Regions from separate parts of the Sus scrofa genome. Here all the other regions are linked to region 2. The links are chromatin contacts, called in public HiChIP or PLAC-seq and promoter capture Hi-C maps. All regions are on one chromosome and are shown on one strand. Each heading gives the region's core, a stretch centred on a gene start, on an enhancer-like site or on the middle of the called end of the contact. The rest is flanking DNA. Distances are from core to core; before and after follow the strand shown.

What was found. Promoter capture Hi-C pulls out the DNA fragments that hold promoters and counts their contacts. HiChIP or PLAC-seq counts read pairs in DNA pulled down with a chosen protein or histone mark.
Region 1: a contact with region 2 is called in a promoter capture Hi-C map of fetal skeletal muscle, with 4 times the contacts expected there. The contact joins the promoter of TTPA here to the promoter of ASPH in region 2. A contact is called at or near these places in 2 of 5 promoter capture datasets (fetal skeletal muscle and liver) and 1 of 2 datasets of contacts at active chromatin or transcription factors (alveolar macrophages).
Region 3: a contact with region 2 is called in an H3K27ac HiChIP or PLAC-seq map of alveolar macrophages. The contact joins the promoter of YTHDF3 here to the promoter of ASPH in region 2. A contact is called at or near these places in 2 of 5 promoter capture datasets (fetal liver and liver) and 1 of 2 datasets of contacts at active chromatin or transcription factors (alveolar macrophages).
Region 4: an H3K27ac HiChIP or PLAC-seq map of alveolar macrophages shows a contact between it and region 2. The contact joins the promoter of GGH here to the promoter of ASPH in region 2. A contact is called at or near these places in 1 of 5 promoter capture datasets (fetal skeletal muscle) and 2 of 2 datasets of contacts at active chromatin or transcription factors (alveolar macrophages and skeletal muscle).

What each region holds. Positions count from the first base shown.
Region 1 is chr4:70,955,913-70,963,021 of Sscrofa11.1, forward strand. TTPA (alpha-tocopherol transfer protein) reads left to right here and starts at 4,668. Exons shown (of 5, transcript XM_021089311.1): 1 at 4,668-5,222. The coding sequence starts at 5,172. It also overlaps LOC106510071.
Region 2 is chr4:71,900,706-71,907,032 of Sscrofa11.1, forward strand. It overlaps ASPH (aspartyl/asparaginyl beta-hydroxylase), which reads left to right and starts at 2,186. Exons shown (of 24, transcript XM_021089332.1): 1 at 2,186-2,971. The coding sequence starts at 2,854. It overlaps LOC102158507 (a long non-coding RNA gene), which reads right to left and starts at 3,291. Exons shown (of 3, transcript XR_002343299.1): 1 at 3,220-3,291; 2 at 1,717-1,978; 3 at 1-1,035.
Region 3 is chr4:70,925,991-70,932,919 of Sscrofa11.1, forward strand. YTHDF3 (YTH domain-containing family protein 3) reads right to left here and starts at 2,849. Exons shown (of 5, transcript XM_021089306.1): 1 at 2,469-2,849; 2 at 1,954-1,978. The coding sequence starts at 2,492.
Region 4 is chr4:70,993,713-71,000,925 of Sscrofa11.1, forward strand. GGH (gamma-glutamyl hydrolase) reads left to right here and starts at 3,018. Exons shown (of 9, transcript XM_001926703.4): 1 at 3,018-3,273; 2 at 6,558-6,672. The coding sequence starts at 3,165.

The DNA of each region.
Region 1 (7,109 bases), core at 3,418-5,917, 940 kb before region 2:
TAAGGATCTGGCATTGCCGTGAGCTGTGGTGTAGGTTGCAGATGCGGCTCAGATCTGCTGTGGCTGAGGTGTAGGCCAGCAGCTCTGATTAGACCCCTAGCCTGGGAATCTCCATATGCCATGGGTGCGGCCCTAAAAAGACAAAAGACAAAAAAAAAAAAAAAAAGAAAGAAACAGTTCAGTTCCTTCACATAAAACTCCTTTCTCAACATCGCCCTGCTGTTATCTTGCTTGTCAGGGATGGAAGGTCACTCAGGAAAGCAGCCTTTTGTGTGTTAATTGTACATACCATGGGCTATGTACATACCATGGGGTACACCACAGCCACAGCAACACTGGATCCTTGACCCACTGAGCAAGGCCAGGGATTGAACCCGCCACCTCATGGATACTAGTCGGGTTTGTAAACTGCTGAGCCACAACAGGAACTCCTACTTTTCTATCATTTAGAAGCATTTTCATGATAGAGATTTTTACATTTCCTAATGGATATACTGTTAGCCATACAGATGCAGTCACATATAATATTTCAGGAAAGAAAGCAAATTTTAGGTGGATAAAGTTTATACCTAAGATAGTATCTAACCCAATTCTTTCATTTTTTGGATAAGGAAAACACAGTGTCCCTTCAGTTTTGAAATAAACTCTTTCAGTTTAGTGATTCCAAAATAAAGTTCCATTCGACCTTGAACAGTACTTAGCACAGAGGATGCACCTTACAAATATCTGCAAAATGAATTACTGCTGCTGGAAGATGTTTAAATGATTTCTCTCAAAAGACTGCCAGTCAGCAACAGAGATAATATATGAAGAGCTCAGTAGAATCCCCATTGCATGGTTAGTGTGTATGTGTATGTAATAGAAAATCCCGTCTAAGCAAAACGGTGATCATCTGTTCTGCATTCCAACAGTACTGAATTGAGGCAAACGAACATGGGTTGAAGTTAGGATCTCAGGGTTGGTCATCCTTTTATCATCTATATTATTCATCCTAATGATAACGTGCACCTGAAATTGGTGACTTTACAGAGAAACAGAGCCACATGGTTCAAGGTTTTGAGCCAGCGTTCCTGAGAGATTCGATGGATCCTTCAACCACTTTTTTGAATCGTTCAGACAGGTCCATGGCATTTCTGTGATCAACATGACAGTTCCTCAGGATGGGAGGCAAATATGCCAATTTCATAGTTACAAAATCTGTAAACGAGGGCAATAAAATAAAAATGGATGGATCGGTGTGATAGCATCTAAGCCAACTAATCAATATTAGTAATACTAACAGGAGGATCACTTTGATGTTATTCAAAGAAGACACAAAGATCCAAAAAGAGGAGTTCCCTTTCTGTCGCAGCGGTTAACAAACGTGACTAGGACCCCCGAGGATTCAGGTTCAATCCCTGGCCTTACTCAGTGGGTTAAAGATCTGGCGTCGCCGTGAGCTGTGGCATAGGTCGCAGACACGGCTCAGATCCCGAGTTGCTGTGGCTGTGGCTGTGGGCCAGGGGCTGTAGCTCGGGTTCTGCCCCTACCTGGGAACTTCCATATGCCACAGGTGCAGCCCCTAAAAAGCAAAAAAAAAGATCCAAAAAGAGTCACCTCAGGAAATATTCTTGCCAGAGTAATATTGTACCTCAATTGAATCAATCACCTAGATCCACTTATTGTTTATAGGAAATGCAGGGGAAAGAGGGACAATTCAATGATACCAGAAAGAAGTAATCAGCCAGATCTAAATGTGGCAAATCCTGAGGAAAACTGACCTGGTTACCCCAATAAATTAATCATGTTTAAGTTAAAAACAAACACACAAAAAAACTTCTTCATCTGAGAGAGAATGGCTATGTGTTTATGCTTGACCAGGTCACTTTGTTGTACAGCAGAAATGATCACAACCTTGTCAATCAACTATCCTTCAATAAAACTTAAAACAAAAAAAAACACTTTCAAAAATTATAAATCAAGTTTCTCAAGTGAAGTAGGATAAAATTGTGCTTCAGGGGAAAACAATGCGTTGTATGGACTCTAGGACACTCCCTCTAGATTATCTGATTGTGATTCTATCTGGCCATTTCACAACACTGTAAACTGTGGATTGGTGAGGCAGTGAAAATTCTCTTTTAAAAGCATGCAAATTCTGCCCTACCTGGTAGAGTGTCAGTTGGCCTCTTTCCCTCCCAGTAGAAGAGGTTAGTTGTGTCTCCCTGTGCACATTCCTTTTTCAACAGCCTTGACTCCCTGTCAATGGGTGCTGTCTTGATTCCTCCTTTGAGCCTCATAACATCTGCCTGGTTCCATGCTATCAAGTTAAATCAAATCTTTAGCACAAATTCATTTTTATATCTATAAGAGAGTCATCATTATATGCTTTTTTCAAAGTTGTCTCTTAACAGTGATCATCAATAGTATTTATGGCTTTCCTGTTAAGCTGCAAGTAAACCAGTTTACTTACGAATTATTACATGTAAATGAACAATTGTTTTTTTGTTTGTTTGTTTTCGTCTTTTGTCTTTTGTGTTTTTAGGGCCGCACCAGCAGCATATGGAGATTCCCATGCTAGGGGTCAAATCGGAGCTGTAGCTGCCGGCCTACACCATAGCCACAGCAACACAGGATCCTCAACCCACTGATCGAGGCCAGGGATCGAACCCACAACCTCATGGTTCCCAGTTGGATTCATTTCTGCTCTACCATGATGGGAACTCCAATGAACAACTGTTAAATAATTTCAGAGTATACTGTAAGCTAGTTGTACAATTATGAACTTTTTCTTCTGTTTTTGTCTTTATGTCCTCGTGCCACTAGTTCTAGAACCCCTCTGGAATCTTTGTACCAGAGGCCTGGTACAAAGAGGCAGGTGAGCTCACAAGAGTAACAGAGGAGCTAAGCAAAACCAAAAACACTTCAAAACAAAAAGCAAATAACATCACCAGAGAACTTGGGCCAAGAATTCTAAAATTTCTGTATCAATCTAAGATATGTTGTTGAAAGACACGAGGATGGCCTGCATTATTTAGCAAAAAATAATCAAGTTCTCGTGTGGGAGTCTAGGCCACCACTTCTCCATGACTTTTTCTTTCTCTTTCCCTTTTTCTTCAATGGCGATAACTGCAGACACTGGAACTGCTTCACATTTTGGCTACAGCTATCCCTCCTCTGTCATGGCTACCAAGAGGAGCCATATCTCACAGCCATCTGGGCTCCATGCTGGTTCCATTTTCACCAAGTTTAATGGCAATCGATCCAAATCAACCAGTAAACATTCTTTTGGGTTTATAAGAGTTTTACCAGTGCAGACCCAGCCAAATTGGACCACACCCCACAGAGCTCACTTCCAAAAAAGGATGCTATAGCTATGATATTGTTATGTCCAGAGCTCCAGGGAACTTTCTGCCCAATTTCAAAACAGCAGATGCTGGAGTTCCCTTGTGGCCAGTTAAGGATCTGACGTTGTTATTGCAGTGGCTCAGGTCACTGTTTTGGTGTGGGTTCAATCCCTGGCCTGGGAGCTTCCACATGCCATAGGCATAGGTAAAAAAAAAAAAAAAGCCAAACCAAAATAGCAGATGCTAATTACCAAGAACAAGTAGAAGAATGTCCTGAAAAAACTTGAAACTTGAAACAGAAGAAAATATGCTATGTATACTCTTTCTTGTTAATTTACTTTTAAACACTTTAAACTACTGGAGAAGACTGGCTCCTCTTGTGTTATTTTATTATTCAGAGCTCCAAGTAAGGCTTTGCACAGTCTACCCACCCCATGCCTCTTTTTTCTTTTTAGGCCTGCACCTGCAGCATATGGAAGTTCCTAGGGTGAATCAGAGCTGCAGCCGCTGCCTAGGCCACAGCCACAGCAACACAGGAAGTGAGCCTCATCTGTGACCTACACCACACCTTGAAACAACCCCAGATCCTTAACCCACTGAGCAAGGTCAGGGATCAAACCCACATCCTCATGGTTACTAGTCAGGATCATTGCCACTGAGCCACAACAGGACCTCCCAGTCTACCCTTTGACTAATTACTTTCTTCCCAAACTCTCCTCTTGCCCTCCTCTTGCTTTCCCAAAGCATTCACTAAGGCTGAGCAAACGTCCCCTGCTGCTCCTGGATCTGCTGAGCAGAGTCAGGAAGCCTTCCTCAGTGTTCCCTAAAGCCTTCCTTTGTACCTCTTTCATAACAGCCTCCATGTTGAATTGTTAACCTTGACTCCAACAGCTTTCCATCTCACTCCAAGTAAAAATCAAAGCCTGGAATCTCTCTCCTTCATTGACAATAGCTTACCCGCTGGGGACCCGATATCCCTGGGCTGGCCTCCTCTCCTCCTGTGGGAACTGATTCAAGTGTCACTCTAGGTGCTACCCTCCTTTACCGCTCTATGTTTCCCCATATCACTTATCACCACCTCTCCCACACTGGTCTATTGCTTATTTATTTTGTTCCTTATCTCTCTTGCTACAAGAGTAAAAGCTCCTTAAGTCAAGGGATTTTGTCTGTTTTATTTTCAGGTGGATCCTTGGTACCTGGAAAAAGGTCTGGACACAGAAGCTGCTCAATAACTATTCTTTTCATGAATGAAATGGCAGTCTCTCTCATCTTCCACTAAGCTGCTGCTGCTGCTTTTTTTTTGGCCTGGCCCATGGCATGTGGAAGTTCCCAGGCCAGGTATTGAACCCTCGCCACAGGTGTAACCAGAGCCACAACAAGGGAGAATCCTTAAGCCACTGAGCCACCAGGGTACTTCCCAGTGAGCTTCTTAGAGGCAAAGATTTGGTTTTGTTTGTGTGATCCTAGTATTTAACTATTACATAATATATATTCAATAAGAATTTGTCTCATGGATTCCCCCTTGGGGAGACAGGTCAATTCTGGGATCACTGCCATGGGCAGAGATCAAAGAAAGACCGATTTAATGACCTGATTTCCACATCATTTCCCTGCTTCATCCTCACTACCCGGGATTGCTTAGATGAGGTCGTATAAGGACTTTGGACTATCCGTTGAGGGACTAGACATGATGGTGGGGCATAACAGAGGAAGTATATAGTTTTTTTTTTTTTTAATTGTGGCACTTGCTAGTCATTTATTTGTATGTCACTAGCAGAGAAAAGTACCAAGAAATGAGAAGATTTTGCCTGGATTGGAAGGAAGCGGGAGGACAGGGAGTCAGTGAAGATGCCATTTGGGAATGTGTATTTTCAAAACCACTGCCCTAATCGGTTTGAGGTGAGGAGTCAGATTGAAGCCTTAATGGAAGGGGCTCAGTAGCGAGTTGGCCACTGTGCCATGAACTGGTTATTCTAAGGTGCCTTCCCGATTCAGGAGAAGGAAGGAAAGGAGGGAGGGAGGAAAGAAGCAAGGGAGGGGAGAAAAGAAAAGCAAGGAAGGAAGGAAGGGGAGAAAGGAGATGATGGAAAATCGTATTTTAAAAAAATGTATATAAAAGAAGGAAGAGAGGAAGAAAGGAAGGGGCGAGAGGGAGGGAAAGAAGTTAAGAGAAAGTAAAAAAGTTCTCTAGCAGACTACTCTCCAATCACAGCGCAGGCAAACAAACTTGCTGACGTCTTCCCCTTGGCTTTGAACAGCGGTGGGAAAGGCCCAGGGTGCCTACCTGGAGCCTGCGGGACGCGGAGCGCGGTGGGGCCACCACGTGTCTCCCTCTGCGGAGGTCCCGGCACAGCCCGGCGGGCAGGGCGAGCGGCCGGCGAAGGAGGGGTGGCCGGCCGGCCGCGCTTTTCCCGGCGCGGAGGCAGCGGTGTGGGTAGGGCGGCGGGCATGGCGGAGGCGCCGGGGCCGGCGGGGGCGCAGCTCAGCCTGCTGCCCGACCACTCGCCGCTGCTGCAGCCCAGCCTGGCAGAGCTGCGGCGCCGGGCCCGGGCGCCGGGCTCTCCGCTGCTCCCAGGGCCGCTCAGCGACGCCTTCCTGCTGCGGTTCCTGCGCGCCCGGGACTTCGACCTGGACCTGGCCTGGCGGGTAAGGGGACCTCCCCGCCGCGCCCCACCCGGGGGACGGGCTGAGGGACCGCGGCTGGGCCTGGACCCCCGCCGATGCCCCGGTTGGCGCCTGGACCTTGGCGGGGACGCGCGCAGAGCACATCAGGCGGCGCCCGCGGGTGTCCTGCAAAGTCTTCCGCGCTGGTCCTTTTCGTTTCTCCGGGTCGTGGAAACGGGAAACCTCGAAAAAAATTGGAACCCTGTGAGATGAGGGCCAGTTTGACCTCAAACACTGGAATTCTGCCCCCGATGAGCCTCTAGCACTTAGAAAGTTTTGAGGAAATGCCTTCCTCTCCGTGGCAGAGCAGGTGAGGTACACGAAAGTGACAGCGGAGATGTGGGAAGCCTAGATTTATTCCATGTTAGCAGGTAACTCCACGTGAGGTGCGGGAAATGAAATTGCCAGTAAAGGAGAAAATCTAAAGCCAAATTCTAGCAAAAGAGTGTTATTAATAGTAATGCTTGTGCCAAGACAGTAAAGTGGTTCAGTGTATTTTGAATGGAAGGATGGGGATGAGGCTGTTCTTTTGTGTTTCCAGGTATGTTAACAGCGGGTTGAGAGCAGGGTGATGGGAACACAGGAATCAGAAAGAGGGATGTGACCTTGAGACCTTGAGTTCTGTCACTTTGGGCTCAGCATCCTCATCTGGTAAATAACCGTGAAAACGTCTCTCGCAATGACCGGTTTCCAGGACTGAACATTAACCAATTTAACAGAACAAGATGTACCCAGCACACAGCCTGGTGCGTAGTAAGTGCTCAGAAGTTGAACCCGATCTAACCTTTCTGCCAGTGGTTCGTTCAGTGTCACACAGTGAGCTGGTAGGCACAGGAAGTATTATAGTCCAGAGTGCCAGCTGTCTCAGTATGAGGATCTTTGTTGTTGAAAGGAATAAAAAAAATTTTATTTTATTTTATTTTTTATTTATTTTTTTTTTTTTGTCTTTTGTTGTTGTTGTTGTTGCTATTTCTTGGGCCGCTCCCGCGGCATATGGAGGTTCCCAGGCTAGGGGTTGAATCGGAGCTGTAGCCACCAGCCTACGCCAGAGCCACAGCAACGCGGGATCCGAGCCGCGTCTGCAACCTACACCACAGCTCACGGCAAGGCCGGATCGTTAAC
Region 2 (6,327 bases), core at 936-3,435:
TGAGAGCCACTTTCTAGGAAGCAGATAAAAATGCAACTTTAAAGCAATATTCTAAGAGGTATATGTAAGTCCAGAAATACTTAATTTGGACAGCGTTTAACTGGAGGTTGTGAAAGGTCAATACAAGAGGAAAAAAAAAAAAAAACCCATTTAGGACAAATCTTGCCCTTAAATTCTCACTTGCAAATCCCAGTGGTGAAGCCAATGGAAAGTTTATGGAAATATCTGAAAGGCACATTTGGCCTAGTTCAAAAGCTCTATTAAATTAGTATTTTAGTACATTGTCCTAGATAAAGTCTTGCCTTTACAGTCCTTTTAACATTGCTGCAACCAGGGTTCATTCATAGCTTACTCAGAAATCATAGAAATGAGGGTAGGCTAACAAGGTATCTTTGACCTTTTGTTTAATTTCAAAAGTAGCTTAGCTCCCTAACCTCCTCCATCCCAATGTTGAGAAAAGGACCTATGTGAAGAAATTCATGGATCCAAGAAACTTGCTTTGTGCTTTTTTTAAAAATGCTCATAAGGAGGGAAGTATAAACAGATGTAAAAATGTATAATACTAGTACTTAGCTAGAGGGAATTTAGTCCTTTAAACTGCATGTAGCTGATAGTACCTAATGTCATGAATATTGTTATAAGTTTTATTTTATAATACTGAATGTATAAATGTCATTGTAGCTGCTTCCTTGCCTTAGAAGGAGGAAGTCAGGAAACCTCTAACTTCCTGTGATCTGCATTTACAAAGCCTCTATTTTTGCCCTGATACTGCCTAAGATACTCAGTTATGTACCTTGTCAATGTTACCAGATTTGGTTTTTTTGGGAATGCAGGGGCAAAACATCACTTTATCACACTGTGGAGTCAGCTATCAAAGAAACTTGATTTCCTTAAAGAGGTGAACCTTGCTAAGTAACCACCATCAGGTGTTTTCAGACTTACCTTTGCAGGTAGTACCAAGGGGGCTTCCGGGGGACCTCTGCTCAGAGAAGGAGGAGCCGGTGAGACAGTCTCTGCTCAAGACCAAGCCTTGTCCTGGAAGGAGAATTTGAACCATAGACTCTGGAGCCAGATGGACCAAGTTCATATCCCTGCTCCATTACTTACCAGCTCTGTGACCTGACTTTTATTTAACCTCTCTGGGCCTGAGTTACCTCAGCCCTAAAAAATGGACACAACCACAGGGTTTTGACAGAATTCAAGAGTTCAAATATTACTGTTTTGTCAGTTTAGTTCTCATTATTGTTTTTTATTAAATTTTGTTACTTAGATTAATTTCTTAGTCCAGATCTTCTATGCTTCCCCCACTACTCCCCCTATTGAAATAACGGTAAGGGGACCTGGGATGGGAGAAAATGAAGGGAGAATGAGATACTGTAAGATAAAAATGGAAAGAGCTGCTTCAGTAAAAACTCTGTGAACTTCCCTGCCCCTGCTCTGTCTTGATAACTATCTAACATTATTTCACAAAAAGGAGAGAAAGGCAGTTTCCTCCTTATGCAATGTGACCCTCGGTGGGCTTCTGTGAATCAGAAGAGGCTGGTGGGGCCAGGGACCTGCCAATGGGGGTGGCAGGGCTGGAGAAGAGGAATAAAAGCAGGTATCACTTTGCAACGGTGTGGGTTCTCAGCCCTTTTGAGACACTCCCAGGAGGTGCTCTGAAACATGGTCAAGAACTGGGGGAAGTAAGAAGTTACCAGAAAACTATCAACTCACCAAACATGTTTGGCTTCTCTGTTACACACCAGGCATTGTACAGGCAATTGGTGACACAAAGGTGATGATGATCAGTCTTTGACCTCAAGTCTCCGTCTGGCTCATCCCAGGGACCCAGATGTTTTTAAGACCACGTGTGGAATTCAGGGGGACTTGGAGACCCAGGCAATCTGAGACTGCACGGGGGAACCACAGCTGGAGACACCAAGGCAAGAGGAACGTAGACATCAGGCCCGTGGAGAGACTTCAGGTAGAGAGTGCCCTGCAGGGCAAGAAAATGAACTTTTTGCTTTACATTTGCATTTGTACCTCTTAACTAAGGCTGTCTGAAAATATTGAAGGCACAAACGAAATGAAGTCCTGCTTTAAAATCGAATGAATCAACTACGTATGGCTTAAGCATTAAATACTCCTCGCATCACCATTTCGGAAATGTCTTAATATTAATACTGACAAGAAACACATTTTTTTTTTTTTTCACAAGAAGGGGGATCGCATCCCTTGGTATCCGTGCGTATAGGGAAGTGGGACGTGAACAGGATTCCCACTGAAAGGCCTAGAGGCGGTGGGCTCCGTCCAGACGTTGCACACGTGTTGCCGGCCCCGCCTCTGCGCCCCGCCCCATCCCAATGGTACAGAGTCCGCCAACGCTCGCGAGAGCCCTCTCGCCTTCCACGTTTGCCACGTTCCAAAGGACCAGGACAGACTGGAAAGCCGAAAGCGGCTTGCGCTCACAGGCTGCCGAGTCGCGCTAGAACAGCTCTAAGTCCGCAGGGGGCGGGGAAGCGCTATACGGTTCTGCCCCCGTCATAGGAGCCTTTATGATTGGCTGCTTGGCTCGTCACTCTGCCTTCCGCTGGTGGCGAGGGGGCGGAGTTCAGCCGGGAAGGGGCGTGGCCTCAAGCTGGAGCGGGGCGCGCTCTCGCGCGGGGAGGGTAGACACTGGTTCGGCGCGCGCGAGAGCCGGGCGCGCGCAGGAGGCACGCGGGCGAAAGTCCTCAGAGGCGCTGCGGGCGGTGCTGAGACACCCACGCCGCTGCAGAAGCCGCGGCCCGCACCCGCTGTAGCGCCAGCAGCCGTCAGCGCCCCCCGCGCCCTGAGGGAGCCCCCCACCCCTCGCCTGCTCCAGCGGTGCGCATGATGGCCCCGCGCAAGAATGCCAAGGGAGGCGGCGGCGGCAACAGCAGCAGCAGCAGCTCCAGCAGCCCGAGCAGCTGCACCAGCGGCGGCAGCAGCAGCCCCGGGGCCCGGAGAGGTCAGAGGCGCTCCGGGGCCGGGGGCCGGGGCCGGCCCTGGGGATGGGGCCCGGGCGGCGGCACTGCGGATCCATCTCCCCAGATGCTGCCGTGCGTCTTCTCCATCCTCCGTGTCGTTCCTCGTGTGGGCGCGGGGCGGAGGCCGCGCTGGGTGGGCCTGGCGGGCTGGTTCGAGGGGCCAGGCCCAGTGGGGTGCGCGGCCTCGGGTTGGTCGGGTCGGGTAGCCCCTTCCTAGCTGATGTCCTACCTGCAGTGCGCAGCCGAGATAGAGATTATATTGATCTCCTCTTTCTTGGCTTGTCGTGGAATTGATGATGGGAATAGGAGAAACAATTTGCCTTTGCTCTGCATATTTTTGGGAGTTTGGAAATGGGCCAAAGTCAGAGAAAATAAGTTCGTGCCAAACCAGCAGCTTTCTGGACAATTCAAAGGAGAATGTTCTATGAGGGCTGCAGGGGTGTGTCGGGGGATGGGGAGGGAATGGTTTGAATGTTCTTAAACATTGGCTTAAATATTTTTGCCTTTATGTCGCTTTCTTAACGTGCGTTGTAGTTGCTTTTAGAGAGTCATAGAATACCATGGAATACTGGGCGACCTTTTCTATTTTTTCCTTTTGTCCTCCCTTCTTAAAAAAAGTCTGTTGGATATTCACCTTTCTCCTCCATGTGCAGACCCAGCAAAGAGAGAGGACAGATGTTTTAAATGTTTCATCTCGTATTTCAGTGGTTCTTGGTTTCTTATATACTTCCTTTGACTCATATTTAGGATGTTGAAACTGTAGTACACATATGTATTGAGTGTGAGCTGTAAACTTTCCTGTTGGAAATGATTTCAACTCTTTGTTTCTTGAGGTCTGCAAGTAATGTATTTATATGTGTCAAGAAAGTAAACCAGCTAAGTGTAGTCATACTTAAAAGAACGTTTTAAAATAGCACTTTCCACTGTGGGAAATTACTTATTTTCTTGTGTATTCCTTCCCGTCTTACTCCCTTTTCTTGTTCCTTCTTATTCCTAACTCCTTGAGTGAGTCTGGCCCTTAACAGATGCTCAATAAACCTTTGATTAGAGAATGAAGGACTACATTTAAATGGTGAAAGTGGTAGCAATTAAAATTATTGCATAAATTTACCTTCTGAGAACGAATCATTGTAAAGAGAAAAAGATACATGCGGTTTGCATTTTAAAGCAAGCATGTTAATTCACCTTTGTTATGAGTAAAAGTTTGTATTCCTCTGTCACTTTAGGTTCCCTTAAATGCCAGCTAGTTTACTTAAACAGGTAGAAGAGTAGATGAATTGTCCTTTGCGGAACTGGCTACACTTTTTAAAGTTTCTAAACGAGAAGAGCCCGTTGTACAGCTTAAGCACCAAGCCTAGAACGCTGTCGTAGGAGACTTTAATGTTAATTGTTTTCCAAAGTTTTCTGGAGCTGTTTATGCGTGAAGCACTTCTTTTTTCCATTTTGTCCTTTGCAGTCCTGGGTAGAAAGGAGTGACTCCACTTGAAGAAGCTGCTTTCTGGGGCCTGGTACTGGTGGGCAGGTGTGTAATGTGTTCTTACCTCCCACTGGTTCAATAACTGGACCCGTTTTAACAGGCAGGTGATAAACATAGGACATAAATAAATATGTTTCAGCTTTCATATTCAGGAATTTCAGAGCAAGTTCTGTCTGGATTTGAGGATCTGTAGCCTTTTAAGCATTTACAGGTTGATTCTGTAATGGTCGTGAAACAGACAATGTATCAAAGAGCATGTGTAAAGGAGAGAAGTACCTGTATTATCAGCAAAACGCACAAACATTCAAAGCTTGTATTGGAGTCTTGCGTGTTATATAATGAGTATTCTTTTTCTGCAGTTGTTTTTTTTTTTTTTTTTCCTTTCAGTAAATACTGAGTTCGGCCTGTGTACCGGGTAGAAGGTACTGGAAATGGAAAGGATTCTCAGTGGTAAACAGTTACACTGCAGTGTTAAAGTGCCAGTCTGTTTGTATTGATTCCTTGTAGCAGCATATACTGGGAAGATCAAGCCACGTCTCTTGTTGCTCTGTGTATTGGGTCACTGAGGTGTACTCACTGATGCCCAAATCAGTCCCATGTGCCAGGGAATCACAGAAGCTGAGGAGATTTTAGCCCGCGGCCTTCATGTGAGGCCCATTCAGTTCCCTTCTCCAGCCTCGGAGATGAGGAAAGTAATGCTCAGGAAGATTGGCTGGTTCCTTAAAGGTTATGTAGCTCTTGGAAAACCATCTCGTGAATGGATGGCCCAAGACTTAACCCAGGTTTTCTGTTATTCGTTCATTATACCATAATACTGGATTTGGGGTTCTTTACTTCTGTCAGGTTTTATGGGGAATCTTGGACTTGAAGTAGATTATCTTTTACATTTGAAACAGTACATTCGAAAAATCTTACTTTGAGAAGAAGCACTTGGGCTCAGTATACGGTTTTTGAGATGTTTTGCATTGAGAGTCTGAAGTTAATGATGACGTTGGTGACATTAAACATTATTGTTTCTTAAATTTTTGTATGCATGCAAGTATAGCAGGAAAAGGACCCAGTCCTTTGAAGTGTGCATTTTAAGGAAAATGTAATTATCTGGACTTTTGCTTATCGTGGTGGTCATTTTTTTTTTCAAAAGTGGTGTTTGAAACTGCAACTTTGGGGATTTATATAACACTTAGATTTTTCTTTTTTCTTCTTTTCTTTTTATGGCCGCACCCATGACATATGGAAATTTCTCGGCCAGGGGTGAATCACAGCCACAGTTGGAGCCTACCCCACAGCTATGACAACATCAGATCCGAGCCGCATCTGTGACTTATGCCACAGTTTTTGGCAATGCCAGATCCTGAACCCACTGATGGAGGCCAGGGATGGAACCTGTATGCTCACAGAGTCAACATTGGGTCCTTAACCTGCTGAGCCACAAGGGGAACTCCGACACTTAGATTTTTAAAGCAGATGTCTCCTTTTTAACTCTTCAACTTAAATTGAAAACTGACAAAATGTCTCTAGTTTGTTTTGCAGAGCTCAATTTTACCTTTTCCAGTTTTATTCTTTAAAATATAAAAGAAACATGAGTAAATTGGACTTTACTCATGTTTAAATCTTTTAAATCTTACCTTTAGAAAATTGACTTACCTGGCCAGTTGGGACCAAGGCAAACCTCTTTCAGATTTATTGATTTGAAAATCTTTGGTTAAGAAGGATCATGATGTGCTTTTGAACTTATTTTGTAGTTACAGACACTGGAATGTATAATGTTTTCTTTAGCTGTTTCCTTTTTGGGTATCATTCCCTTTTGATTCTTCCCTGCAGCTTCTAATTTGCTGCAGGGATGTAGACATCAGACTATTT
Region 3 (6,929 bases), core at 1,599-4,098, 970 kb before region 2:
TCTTAACAACAGATGAAGAGAGGCAGCAAATATAATGGCTAGTAGAGCAGTGGACTACTGTTAATTACAAAATTCACAGAACAGAAAACAGGATTTATGGCCAGAATGATTACTTTTACTTTATAAAGAGAGGGGAAATTCTGACCTAAAGGTACAAAGTGTTCAAGCTCACTTGGGAAGTCAGTAGTTATAGAACACAGGTCTCGCAGGGATCCTAGTCCATCCTTCTATTCAAGGATGAAATTATGAACTGAATAGTATGGGAGTAAAGAGAATTTCTTGGAATAAACGATTATCCAAATAAATACTTTGTCTGAATACATCTAAGAGAGGTGGTACTGATGGATTAAAAAACTTTAATAGCCAAAAAATATTCATAGTCAACATGCGACATTATTATGCATAGAAAATTTACATCTTTATCAAAAATGTCATGAGGACATACCTACTGAAATGACTATCATATATCAATCTTATAATAATATAGTAATGCCTTACAACAGATGTTTTTATTTTGTCAAACAAGTACTTCATAGAACTTGCATACTTACCTTAAAGCAGGTAACACAAAACACTTAGCATTTCAAATAGCCTTGCAAAGTGCCACCTCCCCACAGATCTAGGATAAAATAATTTATGCTAGGCAATAATGACCACAGATTTTACGTATGTCCAAGTCTATCTATACACTTCCTAATGGGCAGACTAGCAAAAAAGAAACTAATGGATCATTCTTCTTAAATTTACAAATAAACTTTTAAAAACTCTCTTAAAATAAATCAACAACATCAAATTTAAATTTATGCTAACACAGGAAATAATTCTAAAATTAAAATTAAACCCTAAAAGTTAAAGTTTCTATGTCCATATACATCTTTAACCAAAGCAATGAATTTGTTACCTAATACAGTGCCATCTATCTAGCATGTAAAAATTCTCAAGATTGTACAACTCAAAGAAAATTAACTGAGCTGTGTATACAGAACTCATTCCTTTCAAACTTGCAAAAGCTAATAAAACCCCTAAGAATATAAAGAACACCAATAAAGACATTGAACTTTATCTAAAAAACTACTGTAAGTCCCATTTTGTAGATAATATTGTGCTACAGAAATAAAAAACAGGAAGCATAATCCTATTTAGTCTAATTTCTAGCCCTAATACAAAATGTAATCAATATATAATTCACTGTAATGTTCGTTAATTGGCACTGTTCCAAGAAAACAGTTACTGTTCTATACTTACTAATGTCACATGATTAATGTCAGTTCCAGTCAGCTGACTGTATTGTTCCATACTAATAAGTACAAAATACTCATTTTTTTTTTAAATGCTTGACTTTCAATAGTACTTGTCTTCTAAATAAAGAGTAAATCATAGAATCCTGGCAGGGACCTCACAAATTATTTCCTTCCCAGTCCTTTCTAAAATACCGTATTGACTGGTCAAACCTTGCAGGTCTACAGGGCAAGATAACATGCCTCTTCAATTTTAATCTCTAACTGGTTACTGCCTCAATGTGACTGACTTCAATAGAACCAGCGATTAACAGTACAATTTTTCACTAATGCCACATAGTCTAGTATGCGGGCTGCATGTTACAGTGTAACCCAGATGTGTTGAAGAAAATGTCCACTGATCTACAAACATTTGCAGAATTTTGGCAGAAGTTACATAATACAAACTGTAAAAATGAAGAAATACCACTACATGCATAACAATACTTTCTTAAGTGAAATACAACTAATAAAACTGTTTCTGGTATCACTCTGGTTTCTATAAAAGTGGCTTCCAAGAAAGGAGCTACCAAACTTTCGGAGAGCATTTGGCTGCCTTAGCCTACGTTGGGGAGGAAGAGGGGAAGGAGCAAAAACAAACAAAAAGCCCTTCACGTAGTTTAAAAGTACCATTAAACCAACGATGAGAAATAAGATAAAATATATCTGAACTCACCTTTATTTCCTTGCCCTTTAGGTCTCTGTGTAGCAAGATGAAAGGTGTGGTAATGAGAAGGGGGGGAAAAAAGGAAGAGAGGGAAAATGTGTTAATCAAAGACGTTATCAGAGTCAGTTATTTTAAACAATCCGCGTAGGAGTAAAACCCACCACATCCTCCATAGCCACCCATTTCCCAACCATCCCGGTCGTTAAACCTCCTACCCGCCTCTCAGAATCCGTCTCCCAGAGCTCGCCTGGTCTCAGCCCCGCGTCTGCCGCCCTCAGGACGCGTCCTAAGGCCCCGGAAAGCGGTTCTGCCCCCACCCAGCGCGGCCCCGCGGCCGCCCGCCTGGGCCGCAGGCTCCGGGGCCAGGGCGCACGCCCCGGCCCGGGCGGCGGGACCGCAGCAACTTGCGCCCGGGCACCGTTAGGGGCCGGCAGCGGCGGCGACGGGGAGGAGCCGAAGCCCCACGCGAGGGTGGAGCTCCGGGGCTCGGGCCTTCGCCGAGCCTGCGGCCTCTGCTCCCTCACCTGATCCACGCTAGTGGCTGACATTCTTCACCGCAACCCGAGAGCTGCTGCTGCTACCGCCGCCGCCGCCGCCGCCTGGGCCTCTCCCCGTGCACTCACAGCAGTTGGCTGCCGCCCTCGGCCGAGTGACCCTTCCAGCCGCCGCCGCCGCTGGCGCTCGCTGAGAAGCCAGAAAGAGGGCCTCGCGCTCGGGAGTCGGTGGAAGGGGCCCGTCTCTTCCGCCTGCACGCTCCTCTTCCCCCTCGCTCTCCGCTTCTCGGGTCCACAATGGCGGACAGGCTCCCTAGTCTCACTTCCGCTCCGAGCCTCCCTGACCTTCCGCTCTCCACTCTGACGTCCGCGCTCACCTCGCTCTTCCTCCCCCACCCTCCCGCCACCAACCTTGGCTCCGCCTCCCCATCGCCACGTCATTGGCGCCGGCCCCGCGCGCTGGTGTGCAAGCGCCGCGGAGGGAGCGCGTCGGGGCAGCGGAGAGCGCCCACCTCCAGCGGTTCTGCCGGACCTTTCTTCTGCACGGCTCGCAGGCTGCAGGCGCCCCGTCGACCGGCGGCCTCGGGCACCCGGGCACGCTCCGGAGTCCGTCCTTTTGAAGTAGGACGTGGGCCTGGGCTGTCGAGCCGGCGGCGGAGTCAACGTTGGCCGCTCAAAACGCTGCAGCCTCAGGCGCAGCCGCCCAGGTGAGCGAACATAAGTGGCCGGGCCTGCACCGCAGCCTCCCGAGGCCTCCCAAAGCCGCGTGGGCGGCGGCATGAGTCAGCCGCCCTAGGGACAGCTGCCGGGCGGACCGCTAGCCTACCTGGGCAGCGAAAGTGGCTAGGGTTAGAGCCCTGGGCATCGACACTTAAAAGCACCTTGGAGGTTCGCCGGCAAGTGTTCGTTCTCTCCATACTCCAGGAGCAGGAGAGGGGATAACTGACAATTCATCGGTAACCTCGAAGTCAGACTTGGTCCTCCCCTGATGCTGACTTTAATGAAAGAATAAAGTTACCTTTGGAAAGGTAAGCAAAGTTGCAGGCCGTTTTTCAGTCCTAGAAAGGAGAGACGTTTAAAATTTAAGTAGAAACGGGAAAGTTATTTTTCTGCAACTGGCAAAACTGAAGGAACCGATTTGGAACATTTTGAACTTTTTGTTGAAGTGACATCAGAAAGTGTAAAATTGCTAAGTTATAGGATTTTGTATTTAACAATGCAACAGTATTTTAGCAGCACTGAATAATAAAAGTGAATCGTGTCCACTGTTTCAAGAGGCATTTCTTTTTCAGGCCTGCTCATTTTCCCAGGCTCTCCCATTTTGCCACACATCCCAGGGCCTCTGCCTGAGTCTTAGCTAAGGCTGACAGCTTTTGCAATTTCCCAGAACTCCCCCACCCCCCTTCAGCTGTTGCACTTGATCTCTTTCGTCTGCCCATCCTCCACTCGGAACAGACCTTTTTTTTCCTCTTTGGCCCCCTTGTGACATATGGAGTTCCTAGGCCAGGGATCAGGTCTCAGCCACAGTTTTGACCACAGCTGTGGCAGTGCCAGACCCTTAGCCCACTGGGCTGGGCCAGGATTCAAACCTACGTCCCAGCCCTCCCAAGATGATGCTAATCCCTTTATGCCACACGGGAACTCCCAGATCTTTTTAGTTTGAGAGTTGGCTGCTATAATACATGTATGAGTAGGAAGATTGGGGGCATAGAGGAAGACTCTTATGAAATCTTACAGGTCTTGTCTTTGGTACTCAATTATCTTAGTTAAAAAGCATGGCTCTGGAATCCAATCCAATCTAATTTGCTGCAGTAGTTGTGTAACTTTGGGAAGTCACTGAACCTTTTTAAGCCTTAGTTTTCTCATGACTAAAGTAAGATCATATATGTACAATTCCTGGCAAAGTGTAAGCTTTCAACAGAAGTGGCCATACAAAGCCAATTTCTGGTTCCTTTGCTGAATGATTTCCAGAATGGTAGTAGAAGCCTACATTTAGTCATCATATGTCAGGTACTGTAAAAATCATTAAAATCCTCAGAGCATGATACTGTGTTAAGTGCTGTTACCAAAACTGACAGTGAAGTTAAGAAAAGTGCCCAAAACAACACAACCAATTCCTGACAGTCAGGTTTTGAACACAGGCAGGTTGGCTCCAGAGCTTGTACTATAGCCATGTACCTAATGACATGATAGTCTGGTGAGTTTTAGTTCTTTCATACCTGCCTCCCAGCAAACTCCTTCCATGTTATCCTTCCTACCATTGAGATCTGAACTTGCAGAATGGAGCACTAACTACCTTGAGATGTAAACCCATTTAATATTAAATATTTTTAAAGGTACATCTGGGAACTATTTCACATCATCTCCACTGCCTCCAGAAGTGTGCAGGTGACATTTTAGAACCTGCTGCTACAGAGTCTAGATTCTAGGCAATATTTCACTCTTGTTACAGGGCTCCAGGCATCTTGGCCTCCTGGTGAACACAGTTCTGTTCAAGGCTTGGAAAGGAGAGGGCAGGCTGGATTTCAGCCCTCTTTCACCCCTCAGCCACCTTGGTTTCTGTATTCAGTGAAATTCCACTCCGTAATGAATGATACAAGCCCTGCATCACTCCTTGTGTCCATTCAAATAAAGTTCAACTGCAGGTGACAGCAAGTCCAAGTTAATGGCAACTTAACATAGAGGTCTGCTTTTTTCTCATACAAAAGAGGTCTGGAGGTCATCAGTCCAGGGCTTGGACTCCTGTCACAGCACCAAGTGTTGGGCTTCTGTTTCACCACCATCCTGATAACACTTCTATTTGTGGTCCAAGATGACTGTCAACTTCCGACCAACACAATCACATCCCTACCAACCGAAAGCAAGGTGAATAAAGGCACATGTCTCCTGTTTAAGGACATTTTGGAGAAACTGTATTTCCCACTTGTGCCCACCTCCTAGTAACTAGGAAACAGTCTTATGAAAATATCCAGTGGAAGGAGACTTGGTAGATAGATTGTGGTTTGCCACGTGCTCAGTAAAAAATCAGAAAGGAAGAAGGTGACAATGGATAGTAAGAAATAAAAAGTAATAGTTAAATTGCATGCACATAGTAATTACCCAGATTCACTTCCTTACCTAGCAGCATTTAAACTTATCTTGGCTTTTTTGGCCAATATTTAAGACAAAACTTGTAAGGCTTTTTGTTACGTTTAAGTAATATAGTAAGTGAACCAAACATAAAAAATGCAACTTGAGGATTGATATATGCATTTTTAGAAAAAAGGTATCCTTAAATATGCTTAAGGTAAGACTAACAGATCAGAAGGATACTGAATATATCCCTTCTCAAACCTCCAAAATGAAACTTGCTTTGTTTCTGAAACAGAAAAGTCAACAACGTTTTTCTTTCTTGGGTTTACTTCAGGGAAATTTACAATAAGAAAAGCAGAAAACATCAAGTAGCCCTAAGGTTTCCCTAGACCAGTATTTTCTAGAGTGCTTCTCTGGGCTGACAGACTCTCCAGGAAGTTAATACAAATGCAAATTCTTGGGACCCGTCATATTTACCAAATCAGAAACTGGGGGGGGGGGGGGCTGTTTTGAAATAATTGTAGATTAACAGGAGTGTTACAAAGATAGTACACTGAGTTCCTATGTATCCTCCACCCAACTTCCCCTAATAATTCACATCTTACATAACCCTGATGCAGTTATCAAATGTAGGAAATTGACATTGACACAGTACTCTTAATTATAGACTATCCAAATTTATAATTTTTCTTTCTCCATTGTCTCCCCCAGTTTGTTACAGTTTCTTGTTCCTTTTTTTTGTTTGTTTTTCATGACCTTGACCCCTTTTTGAAGACTACCAGGCAGATGTATTTCCCACTGAACCTCAAATTGAGTTTGTCTGATGTTTTCTTATGACTAAGTGGGGCTTTTGGATTTGGAGGAACAGCACCTTTCTCTTCACATTATATCAGGGGCCACAGGGACATCAATATAACTTCTCACTGGTCATGTTAATCTTGATTTGGTTAAAGTGGTGGCTGCCAGGTATCTCCATGGCAAAATTACCATTTTCCACTTTCCATACTCTAGTTTTGGGAGGTAAATCATTAACTCCAGTTGACAAGCAAGGGGAAGGAAATTAAAGCTCACCTTCTAGAGTATTTGCAATTCATGTTCAAGGAAAGTTTGCCCTTTGTTCCATATTTATTTGTCATGATGGACTCAGATTTTATTTTTTGGGTCATAATCCAGTACTGTCATTTTTTTTTTTTTTTTTTTTTTTTTTGTCTTTTGTCTTTTGTCTTTTTAGGACCACACCTCCTGCATATGGAGGTTCCCAGGCTAGGGGCCCAATTGGAGTTGTAGCTACTGGCCTACACCACAGCCACAGCAATGCAGGATCTGAGCCATGTCTGCAACCTACACCATAGATCACAGCAATGCTGTATACTTAACCCACTTCACGAGGCCAAGGATGGAACCCCTGTCCTCATGGAT
Region 4 (7,213 bases), core at 1,768-4,267, 910 kb before region 2:
GGAAGCTTGCTGGAGTTTGCTACCTATTAATTTTCTGGTAGTTTAATGTTTGTAGTATCCTCCATCTCGCAGTATTGCTAAAGATATGGATCATGTGTAACTTTGTTTGCACTCCTTGTACATCTCTTTGTTTTCATTTTTGGCCGGGCCTGCAGCATGTGGAAGTTCCCTGGCTGGGGAATGAAACCTCACCATAGCAACAACCCAAGTTGCAGCAGTGACAATGCCAGGTCCTCAACGCACTGAGCCAATGAGGAACTTTCATCTCAGGGTTTATTTTAAGATGTGTGGACAGATTCTGGTTCAGGAAGTTAACATAATACTCCAGACCCCAGCATAACTCATCTGCTTTCTCTTAATAATAGAAATTTATTTCTGTGATTTTCATGAATCCTAATTATCTATTAATTATATAGTTTATTGATGATGATTTATGCTGCACTTAATATTTCACTGTTACAGAAAATGGTAAAAAGACCATACTTGTATATATTTATTTTTTCACACAGTCAAGCATTTCTCTAGGGTACATACCTAAGTCTAAAAAGTGCCATGTTACAGAATATGTGCATCTTCACCTCTACCAGATAGTGCCTAATTGCTCTCAAAAACAGTTGTGATAGTTTACAATTCTACCACCAGTGTTATGATAATTCTTTCTTCCTAAGTTTTTTTCTTTGGTCTTTTTAGGGCTGAATCCACTGTATATGGAGGTTCCCAGGCTAGGGGTCAAATCAGAGCTGACACCGCTGGCCTGTGCCATAGCCACAACAATGCCAGATCTGAGCTTTGTCTGTGACCTCCATCACAGCTCATGGAAACACCAGATCCTTAATGCACTGAGCAAGGCCAGAGATGGAATCTGCGTCCTCATGGATACTCACCAGATTTGTTTCTGCTGAGCCACGACGGGAATTCCCTAAGAATTTTTGACTTACAAAGTTTACATTTTTGTCATTCTGATGGATGTGACATATTATTTTGTCTTAATCTGCATTTCCCTAATGACTAGCGAAGCTTTGTCTTTTCAGATTCATTCCCTATTTTCCTATTTGGTTATTGTCATTCCTTGTTTTCTTTTTCTTTTTCTTTTTTTTTTGGCAGCACCGGTGGCATGCAGAAGTTCCCAGGCCAGGGCTCCAACCTGTACCACAGCAGTGATCCAAGCTACAGTCGTGACAACGCCAGATCTTTAACCTGCTGCGCCACAGAACTTCTTGCCTTCATTGTTGACTTCAATTCTTTGTATATGCTAGAAAGGAACACATTTGAAATTCTAGATTTTGAAAATCTACCTTACAAATTTGTGCCTTACCTTTAATTTATTTAAAGTTTTATATAGATGTTTTAAAATTATATCATTAACTCTACCAGTTTTCCCACTAACATCTTTTTTTTTTTTTTTTTTTTTTTTTTGGCCTTTTTTAGGGCTGGAACTTTGGCATATGGAAGTCCAGACTAGGGGTTGAATCAGAGCTACAGCTACCGGCCAATGCCACAGCCACAGCAACCCTGGATCCCAGCCTCATCTGCAACCTATACCCACAGCTCAGGAAACTCTGTATCTTTAACCCACTGAGTGAGGCCAGGGGTCAAATCCACATCCTCATGGATACTAGTGGGATTTGTAACCCACTGAACCACAACAGCAACTCCCTAACATGTCTATTTTTAATGTCTTATGAAACCCTTCAGACCACCAAAGTGATGAATATACACCCCTATATTTTATTATAAAAGTATATTAATCTTGCCTTTCACATTTACATCTTCCCTGGATTTTTTTTTTCCGCGTATAATGGCAAGCAATACTTTGAATATTTTCCTTTGTGGTCAATTGCTCCAGCACCACAAATTCATATTTACAAGGGCTCCTTATCTGTTCAACTGTTCAAAACCAGCTAAGTAGGACTTTTCACAATATTTTAACCACACCTATCGAGCTTCTCTCTCACCACACCCTTCTACAGTTAGCAGTATTTTCCTGCTAAACCAGACTACACATTGCATTCACTCTTTCCAAAAAATGCTACAAGTTCTCTTAACAAATCATATTTTTTCCTTATTAAATTGTAAATATCTTAGGAAAAAAATCGCTGTCCAATTCCTCTTTGTATCCTCAACATTTAGCATTGAGAGCTGATTTTCAAACACTCTACAACTTTCTTCTGTATTTGACCCCTATAGGTGGGAACTCCCACCTACTATAAGCCTTATCTATACAGTTAGGTTTTCACGCAGAAAGAAATGCCTTGTCTTTCATCTACTTGCTCACCAAAATATGCCTAGTATTTCTAAACTCTTAACATTTTAAACAGAAACTTCAAAAAACTTCCAGTGGGTAGGAACCAAAGTCATCCTTTCTGCCCTGATCGTGGGCCAGTCTGTGCTTGGAGTCAACAGTCTGGCCAAGTGAGGAGGCATCGTCTGCGGGAGTGGCCTGGCCTTGATGTCAGTAGTCGGCCCCTCCTTGACCCATTTCTGAGGTGAGGTGATGCTCCTGGGACCTGTTCCCAGCCATTGTCCTTCCTTCCTTTTCGTTTCGTCCAGATGCTTGAAACATCTGCAAACAAACGGCAGGATGTGGAAATTACCTCCCAAGTCGCCGTTCATCCTTACATCGCACGCTTGGGTGTCAAATCCGGCCACCATCACTCATGCCTAAAGACGTTTTTAGGCAGGAGCTACAGATGGCGCAAGGTTCTCAGGCGACTTCTAGAACCTCTCGCCAGCCTCCCTCGTTGCCTGGTTACCAATTAGGTCGGGCCGAGGCCCAGCGGTTCCCCTTCCACCGCCTGGGGCTGGGGGCCCCACTTAGTGACTCAGTCTCACGTCGGGGTAAGAGCTGAAAAGGCACATTTGAGACCGCGGCGAGCGCCCCGTGTCCAACCACCATATCCTACAGACTCTGCAGGCACCGCCCGGCGGGCGCAGGGTCGCGGGGGCTGCGTGAGCTATGGGGTGGGCGCGACCCGGCGATCCTGGCGCCGCCCGCCTCCGCCCCGCGGCCGCTGCACGCACGCGCCGGGCCGGCCTTTCCCATAGGTCCGCGCGGCGGCGCACCACCCCCGCCTGACGCCCCGGAGCGGCCGGGAGGCCACGGCTGCGGCGCTCGGCGGCCCGCCCGCAGTGCCTTTGAAAGGCGGCGGGAGTCAGCGAGCGCGATGGCGAGCCTAGGCCTCCTGCTGAGCGTGCTGGGCCTGGTCTTGTGCGGGGCCACGAGCCTCAGGCTGTCTGCTCTTGGCGCCAGCACCTCCAAGAAGCCCATCATAGGTAAGGCGGCGGCCGGAGCCAGGGAGGTCGGGGCGGGGTGGGGGCGGCGCTGGGCGCTTCCAGTTGCTGCGCTCCGGCAGGTGCGTCCCATCTGGGAAACATCCGTGTTCAGGGTTAGACTGTGCGCCGTCCTGTATAGCCCCAGAACCAAGACATCATTTGGGTCTTGCTGAAATACAGCTAATTAAAGCCGCATTGATTTCCTCAAACATGTGGCTCTTAAATTTGGAAGGGAGAAGGATGCGCTGTGAAGATCCTGTGGATTGTTTTCTTCTTTGTGCCTCGCCAGGGATTTCTACTAATTAAACAGATTCTGTACATGCATTATGTTTATTTAAATTTCACTGGTTGAGGGCGTATTTCAAGAAACAAAGCATTATAAAAATCGAATTGACTAAATAATCAAGCAATTATGATATACCTTGGTCTTTGTTATCTTCAGCAGCGGAGGGCAGCAGTGGTTAGTGTGATCCTAGTCAGTTCTATTCGGTGTTAAAGTGAAGCATGTCTATTTTCAACAGGTGTTTTTTATAGGCGGTAGAATGGTAGTTATCAGGGCCTGGGGAAGGGGAAAACGGCGAGCTGTTGTTTAATGGGTACAGAGTTTCTGTTGGGAAAGATGAGAACGTTCGGGAAGTGGATGGTGGTGATGGTTGCACAACTATATGAATGTATTTAATGCCACTGCTTGGGTAAAAGGGTAAATTTAATGTCATGTATATTTTACCCGATTAAAAAGCCCCACAATGTTAACCCCCCCAAAAAACAAAAACAAAAAACAAATGTTTTTGAAAGATAGTAAACTCAATTTGCCTTTCTCCCAAGGGAAATCAGCCCGAACTTAAAATTTGTCAAAAATAATTTGTGCAGACAATTAAGATTGGTTTAATTTTAGCTGTGGTATTATGCCTTTCATACTGTTCCTTCCCTCCCCACGAAGATAGACAGTATATTCTGTAACTAAATAGGAATTAGATGAGCAGTTTTTCATGTATATTGGTAGTGCCCAATTTTCTTTTTTTTCAGTTGTCTTTTTAGGATCACACCTGAGGCATATGGAAGTTCCCAGGCTAGGGGTTGAATCAGAGCTATAGCTGCTGGCCTACACCACAGCCACAGCAACGTGGGATCCAAGCTTCGCAGCTCACAGCAACACCACTTCTTAACCCACTGAGCAAGGCCAGGAATCAACGATCCTGCGTCCTCATGGATGCTAGTCAGATTCGTTTCCACTGAGCCATGATATGTATCAATACTTGGAACTTGGAATGCCTTATTTTATAAGCTATTTAAAATAGTATCTAGAGTCTCCAAGGGGAAGTTAACTCAAAATATAATCCTATGTAGTGTGCTGGAGATTGTGAGTGCGGGGGGAGGGGGCTGAAGAGGGGTAACTTTTCCCTTTGCTAGAGGCAGTGGTTTTTAGGAAGCAAGTCCAGAACAAGTGAGTAAACTTTTGGTTTACCCTAATCAGTTGAGACAAAAAGAGCTAACTGAATGCCTTTGTGCAGAGCATTGAGTTAGGAGTGCAAAGGATTCACAGACAAGCCACAGAAGTCTTGAGGTAGCCTTAAAGTAGTGGGTGGAGTTGGGTCGCATTTCGAGGGGCAGGGCATACAGCCTGAGCTCTGGTCCCAGGATGGGATAAGTGAGTACGTGTGGGAAGGGGGCAATGCGAAGTTGAGGGAACTCCCCTACTCTCCTGTACCTTTTTCCTTCCTGGTACCTTGCGTCCACACGTCCCAGGCCAACTCTCCCTTGTGGCATCTCATCCTTGCCTCCTCTGTAACCACCCCATTTCCTGTGACACTCCCTAATATTTCCCCTGCCAAAGTGCATTTTCCTCAATAAAGGCGATCTTACCTCTCCATGAAGAGAAAAGCAATCTTACTGAGCAAAGTTTGGCATTTGGCATGTGTTAATTTAGTGCCTGATAGATGCCAGTTATTGTGAGCAACTGGGAATGCAGGTGACTGATGTCAGGTGGCCCTGAGAGATACCGAAAGGGTCCCAAATGGAGAACTAGTGAGTGATACAGGCAGGGGGGCGCTCCCAAGACACGCATGTGTTGCTGCGTACTGGATGCCAGTACTGTGCTGGGGTTGAGATTTTGGTGGTAAGAGGCAGACCAGAAGGTCGGGGGTGGAGGGTGGGGAAAGGAGGGGCTCCAGGGTCTGTAGAGTTTGTAAAGTTTAGGGACCCTCTGAAGTGCTCAGAGAGTGCCCCCTGCTGCTTTGTTCCCTTTCTCCATTCTCCCTTCCTGCTGCTTCCTCCCTGGCTCACCTGGGACGGTGAGAAAAGTGGGACAGGTGCAGACCTACTCAGGGTCTTTGCACATGTCCTTCCCCCACTCTGGAACCTTCTTTCTGTAAATACTGCCTCTGGCTTGCTCCACCACCTCTCTGAAGTCCTGCCTCAGCTGCCATGTTCTGCCTTCTCCGGGGGACTTGCCCGCCACCACGTTTAAGAGATTTCTTCTCCCCTGTACACCCCCCTCTCTCCTTCCCCAAACACACCCCTTCTTCCTCTGCTTACTTTTTCTCCTTAGCACTTTGCCAACCAGCACTAAACCACACTGCTGTTTAACCTTTCCATCTTGTTTTTGGTGTGTCCTCTCTCCTCTCCCTTCCACACACTAGAATTAAAGCCTGCAAGGCAGGGTGGTGTCCCCAGCACCTACTTCAGTGCCTGGTATGAGAAAGTCATGTATGCTGAATGAATGAATGATGGTAGAACTGGCTGGAGGTGGAGGCAGCTGTTTAAGAAAGGATGCAAGAGACCATTTAAGGGGCCATTATAATAGTCCCCGGCGGGGGTTGGAGGGTGGAGAGGCAACATGTTAGTTGCTTGGATTAAGCTGGTGTTGATGATGTTGGAGAGATATGGATAGAAGATATTTTCACTCTTTTGCCTTGTTGGCACGGAAACCAAGTGCCTCTGGGTGTGTGAGAGAAGGGAGAGGCCTCCTAGATTTAAGGATCTGTACTGTGTGATTGATTCCAGGTTGTGGGAAAGAGGCTGTTGCTATTGTAAACCTACTTTGGGGGCTTATTTGGCCTCCCCGATGAGGCAAGACAGGAGGCTGCTTAAAACTCAGCTCAGCTCCACTCCTCCTTTTCCAGACTCTGTAGATGTACTTTCAGAAGAAACTTCTTATTTGATTCTGCGAATTAAATGAGTAAGGTAGTAACATTTCCAGGGTGATGTGTTTCAGTTTCTGTTCAGGAAAAAAGGAAGTGTCTTGAAACTGAAGCTTTTTTTTTTTTTTTTTTTTGGTAATTTAGGAGTATTAATGCAAAGGTGCCATGGTAAGGACATGAAAGCCCTGGGAAAATACTATATTGCCGCATCCTATGTAAAGTTTCTGGAGTCTGCCGGTGCCAGAGTTGTACCAATAAGGTATGATTTGATCTTTCTTCCGCTGAAAAATAAAAACTGCAACTACTGTTTTATCTCTCAAATTACCTTTTATCCCTAAAACGAATGCCTTCTCTCCTATGATTGTATCACTCAAAATGCGGTAACGTTGCACCTGATTGTTGCCACAAGTCTAATGCTCCGTCTCTCATGAAGTTGTTCCAAGTATGAAGCTGTGTGTATCTGTGATATCGTTAGAGGTGTGTCGTTTATATTGGACAGAGAATGAAAGGATGGTTTCTTTCAGCCCAGAAAAGGTGAGATCCTCATCACACATCATGAAAGTGAGGAAGTGAAGGCTCTGCAGCGTCACCAGCTTCCCCCCCAACACTAGGGTAAGGAACTGCTTAGGGATCAGGAGGGTTCTAGAAGAGGACTTTGAAAATACTTTCAACTCTGTTAGAAGTCTGGAAGTGACAAATACATCAGTGTTGCTTCAGTGTATATTGCAGATAATGCAGTTTTAAAGGAGTTACATCACTTTGTGGTATAATGACCTAGGAACAATAAAATGATTCATGTA